Regions from separate parts of the Mus musculus genome. Here region 2 is linked to region 1. The links are chromatin contacts, called in public Hi-C maps. All regions are on one chromosome and are shown on one strand. Each heading gives the region's core, a stretch centred on a gene start, on an enhancer-like site or on the middle of the called end of the contact. The rest is flanking DNA. Distances are from core to core; before and after follow the strand shown.

Evidence for each region. Hi-C and Micro-C count contacts between places; a contact is called where the count stands out from the background.
Region 2: a Hi-C map of olfactory sensory neurons shows a contact between it and region 1, with 1.6 times the contacts expected there. The contact joins two enhancer-like sites. A contact is called at or near these places in 2 of 484 Hi-C or Micro-C datasets (nephron progenitors and olfactory sensory neurons), 1 of 115 datasets of contacts at active chromatin or transcription factors (embryonic stem cells) and 2 of 9 other capture datasets (adipose tissue and pancreatic islet).

Annotation. Positions count from the first base shown.
Region 1 is chr5:48,502,512-48,505,211 of GRCm38.p6, reverse strand. All of the region lies in intron 2 of Kcnip4 (Kv channel interacting protein 4), which reads left to right. Among named protein-coding and RNA genes, the nearest start is that of Gm52772, 74 kb to the right of the region's middle. Within about 2 kb of position 1,286, at least 4 of the 459 cell types and tissues checked have an H3K27ac peak or open chromatin away from gene starts, as enhancers often do. A contact at or near this core is called in olfactory sensory neurons, where this site is marked.
Region 2 is chr5:48,587,368-48,590,196 of GRCm38.p6, reverse strand. All of the region lies in intron 1 of Kcnip4 (Kv channel interacting protein 4), which reads left to right. Among named protein-coding and RNA genes, the nearest start is that of Gm52772, 160 kb to the right of the region's middle. Within about 2 kb of position 1,261, at least 2 of the 459 cell types and tissues checked have an H3K27ac peak or open chromatin away from gene starts, as enhancers often do. A contact at or near this core is called in olfactory sensory neurons, where this site is marked.

The sequences.
Region 1 (2,700 bases), core at 37-2,536:
TTGTGCACATTCATTTAGGATGTAGAGTTCTTCTTGGTGTTAATAACTTCTGAACAACAGTGAGAAATGAGGTGAGGATAGAGACTAGAAACAGCTGTCTACTAAAGTAAGAATTGTCTAATTCAAGTTTTGGGCTCACCTCCCTGTCCTCTGAGGACTCAACTTCCTACTGATCTTTTAATGCCCATCCCAGACTGTTGATGAACCTCAGACAAATGCAGCAGCCCAATTGCCTCACCCTGCAGTGGATCCAGGAGTCCCCGGGGTCACTTGCCTGCCATTATCAGCTACCTACTTTCTGAAGTTGTTCCTTCCTCCCTTGTTGCTTCCCCACCCACCACTGTACTGGTCACCAAACTACTGCCAGCTTTCTCTCTGAGATGTAAATTCAATTCTTTAAAGCTTGTGCTACAGCACTCTTTGGTGCATTTCCTTCTTCCAACAATAACTTAAAGAAGTAAATGGACACCTGTTACAGTAAATCTCCAACCCAAAGATGTCCAGGCAATGAAAACACAACTCAGTTAATAGGATTAAATGTTGTGCGCCTAGATAGGGCAGATCTACTGCTACACTACCATCTTCCACATCTATGAGACCCCTTAGAATTTGTGGTTTCTCCAGGCCATGTGCTTCTGCTCTGCTTTTCTTCTTCCTCCTCTGCATCCTCTCCCTCATCCATTTTCTCCCTCTTCCTCTCCACACCTTCTGCTCCACCTTCCCTTTTATCTGCCCAATCATCAGCTCTCCTTTATTTTACAAATTAAGGTGGGAAGCAGGTTTACAGGAAATCACCTGAGTGCTGACTCATTCCTTGGATGCAACTACTCACAGGAGAATGGAATTAACATCAAATATAATTAGCCCCAGAGGTATCCAAAACAGACACCAGCATCCTAGAACATATTGGGTTCTTGTTGTGATTGCTATGAAACAAATTCCTGGGATATTTTGATCCACAGTTTCCTTATTTAATCTTTACTCCACAATACTATCTTGGATTTATTTACAGAGTCCATATGAAACATGAAGAATACTCTAAGAGAGAACATTTTTCAAGTTACATGTCTCTTGGCACTGATTTTGGGAGGGTAGAAATAACATGAAAACAAAGATAATCCCCTCTTGATGGAATGAGTATTAAGAAGGAAGTAAAATCGTGCTTCTGCTCTTAAAAGTGGATGTAAGTTAGGAAAAGATATGATGTGGTTCAGGGCAAGCATCCCTGATGAAGTAATAACTGAGAGCCTGAAAAAGAACCTGGTTTATGGAAGAAAGGAGCATAGCACACTGGAGACTCAGAAAGCTCTGTTATCATCTGGAAAGTGTATTATTAGCACAGGATTAAATCATATAGTTCACACATAACACTTAGCACATGAAGCACCATCAGAATAAATAATTGACAAGTTGTAGCTCATCTAATAAGATCTAAAAAGTGATTATTTAATCACATAAAATATCTAAAATTTATTGATACAAAAACAAAACTTTCATAAATAGCAGAGTTGGGTTTCCAGATCTATGAAACCTATATTTCCAACATTTTTTTCAGGGAGATATGTCTTCATCACCTCTGGCGTCTACTGAACAGTCCCCTGTAAATTTGACTATATTTGATTTATTCATAGGTCTTCACGTTTAAAAGAAATCTTGGAAAGCAGTGAGTCTAGACTTCTGCTTCCAGATTGTAGACTGTACATCTTCAGTTCTGCCCTTGTTTCCCCTGAGATCCCATTTTAGTCCTTCCTATTGGCTAGGCAAAATGAGAAGATGGAACACCAAAGTGTGTGATAATATTGCTGATAAAATTAACTTCTTTTGACGACACCCCTAGACAGCAGGAAGCAGTTTAAAAGACACAGTGTCCCTATTTCCTGTTCACCATTGGGTTCTCCCTCCTCGCCCCCCCCCGCCCTTTTTTTTTCCTCTTGATGATAAGAAAAAAGGAGCTATGTTGGTATCAGGAACCAGCATGGCAGATTGTCTCTGAACCCAGTGACATCACACATAGGCCACAGAGACCCACACATCTGTTGCCATGGTACTGCCATACATTCCCAGCATCCACTTGACTCACTCCCACCTTTACCTGCTAGTGGCTATATCACAATCCAAATAAAGGCAGCCCCTCTGATCTTTCTCTCTCCTTCTCCTTGTCTTTGTCATCACCTCCCCCCTTCCCCCACCATAAACCCCATGTGGAACTGTAAAAAAGAAAAAGGAAAAAGAAAAAAATAATCAACTTCTTTACTCAAAGCACTAATGGTAGGAAGAGGGTGGATCAGGGAAACATACAAAGATGTTATACCTAAATTCTGTACATTTAGTTATCTTTAGAACCAGTACCAAATTCTCAGAGTCACATGATTTTTCATAACATTAATCTTAATCCCAAAACATGACCATGCTTGTGTATGAATGCATATTTATAAAATTAAGGAATATGATAGACCACATTACCTATGGTTTAGTATGAAAACTTTCTACCAGCATCACAAATATGAATAGAAATTGCTTTTCCTCCAACAACAAAATACTGGCAAAGCCTGTGGCTATGTTTCCTAGATAAATGAGTCATTTACTTTATCTCTAAAAAATAGCAAACATTTTCCTGCTTATTCAAATGATGTTATAATAACTAAAAGGGTATGTACTGATAATAGTCAGGAGCTCATACAAAAGAGGAAGCTTTAAATA
Region 2 (2,829 bases), core at 12-2,511, 85 kb before region 1:
GAAATCCACACACATATACCCAGGCTCGTCACAGGTAAGGCAATGGGGCATCTTACTAATGACACAAGAATCATACGCATTTGGAGCAAGAAGGTACAAAAGCGCATCCAACCTCTATGTTGTAGGTTCAGATAAACAATTGACTTATCCAGAGTCCTCTGTGAATCTTTGAAAGTATTTGAATAAAGGAAGGACAAGACTAAATTTAGAAAACATTAGCATTCTTACTATGGATCCACAATAAATCGTTAAAGCATTCTGAACCTTGTTTATATTCATATACAGATCTTATCTGTATCATCATAGCATGTTATCATTATAACACCAGTTTTTAGAGAGTTCTGAGCCCTGACCATGATTTTGAAATGAAAGATACACCCTCAACTTGTTAGATAGCAAGTCCACACTAAAGCTTAGTGTTATAGCTCAGATTTTTTAACCAGCCCACAAGTGTCCCATCTTTTGTACAGTTGTTGCTGGCAAAATACTAAGCATCACAAAAAAAAAAAAAAAAAAAAAAAAAAAAAAAAGTTGCCAAGAAACATAATGTGAATTTGCTGAGTTTGTGGATGTGTGTTTGTACTTATCTTAGAATCAGTTCTGCCATATTTTAAAGGTTAGTAACCATCTTGTCTATCCATTATCATATACAATGCAATCAAAGATACAAGGAAGTGGTCTAGCTGATATGCTGCTCAGTGCCAGAACTGGTATCAAAGTGGAGTCATTAGAAGCTGGAGTGTTTAGTTGCGGTGTTTCTTACTGCCTTATTCTAACATTTGACACAATGCAGAGACCTTTCTTCTAAATCAGTGATGAGTGAAAGTATGGACTAAAGTATCCTAGTGTCATAAAATCAGGATAGTACATTTCAAATTGAGTTCCAAACTTGACTTCATATAGTACACAATTAAAGATATGTGACTTTATAGTTCAGCCAATTTGTAGTTATGAATAACCTATCCGCAGAAAGTCTCTAATGAATAAATGAAAGAATGTCAACAATTTTGCAGCAGTGATATAAGCTAATGATGGGATTCTGGATTTAAACAAATTACAAGGGGAAATGATAAAACGATGAGAAGCCAGGCACACCTGACTGAGTACGCAAATGATACATCTGTCCTTGCTGTTTCCAGCATCTTGAACGCCACTGGTTCACTGAAGGTGAAATTAGTACAGGCTTCTAAACATCACTTGACTGAAAACAGAAGATTAACTCCTTCCCACTCCTGTGAAGGTTTAAAGAGACCCAAAGGGAATCAGTCAGATCATTGCCTCACAGACAGCAATTACAGAGCGAGCACTCTTTGTAAACGTAGTTCATTAGAATATTGCAAGAGCAAAATCTCAGACTAAAAGTTTAATGTGCACATAAGAATACAGCTTCAGTGTTGTGCATCCCTGCTATGATGAGTCAACAATAAAGCCAATACACAGCTTAATATTTTATAGAATTTACTCAAGAAAAAGTGGAAAGTCAGCAAAGAAATTCTGAAGCTGAAAAATCTTTGTAAGCCACAGGAATGACTTGCCTAGTTAATATATTTCAAATTCACAAATTTGCCAGTAATGGGGACTGTTCCTGTCAATGGCTTTCTAAGTCTGTTTGAGAAAAATTTCCACGATATGGATGTCCTTATCCTACTGTACCCAGAGGTGCTTAAGCATGCTAGAGCTGTAGGTAAAAGTTTAAACTCTGGTATAAGGTTTTTACAGAAGGTATTCACCCTCTTTAAAGATGTTTAAGCTCGGCAATGGAAAGCAGTGTGTGTCCAGTGGGTATGGATAGTCAGAGACCTTGAACCATGGCAGCCCTATAATCAGTTCCCTGCTCTGAGAACTTACACACTTTCAAAGGATATTAGTGGTGGCATTTCCTATGGCACCACATTCTTTCCTGGAAAACTTACACTTTGTATTGCAGAAGAGTGAGTCACAGAAAGACTGCTGGTAAAGGCAGCATAGCAGGACTTCTGAAATGCCATGTGTTGCATAGAAACACTGACAGAGTGTCCAACAGTGTATGAATTCAGAGACAGCAACAGTGATCTGAAGAGATCCCCAGGAATAAATGGGCTTTAGGGAAGAGACTAGAACCCTGGCTATTCTTCCTTTCCTGTATGTCTTAAGTCTGCCAAATTTAAATTTAGGTAAGGTCTGTTTGAATAATTAACTATGGTAATAAAGGATGAAGATAGATCTCATGAGAAGGGTTAAATTTAAACACCCAGCCTTGATGTTTTCTGTCTACTTCTCTTCCTTACAAACAAATGTTATTTGGGTACTGGTGGCACAGACCTTTAGTCCCAGCATTCAGAAGGCAGAGGCAGGCAGATCTCTGAGTTTGAAACTACAATAGTCTACAAATCAAGTTATAAGATAGACAAGACTATATAAAGATACCCTGTCTTTAAAAAAAAAAAAAAGGGATCATCATCATCATCATCTTGAAGTAAACAAATGAGAGATTTCTAAACTTTTTATTTTAACATAATAATAAGACCTTACTATAAATTGCACTTGCTGCTGTCCTCTGTCATCATGAACTACTCCACAATAGATTCTCTCCTTCTTTCAAAGGGCAAGAAAATTGATGTTTCAAATTAATCAAAAGCACTTACTTTCATGGTAGCAAATAAGCACTTTAAGGACAGTCAGAACTATGTTGCCCAAGGACAATAAACACTGTGAGCCTCAAGCCTCCATAACAAATGTTCAAATGTTCGTCATAACTTTCATCCAAACATTGAATAACTGTGAAAAGCCAACAGGAAGTAAGATGAAGACCAGAGGATTCAGTGAATTATAACACAGAGATTGATTGTA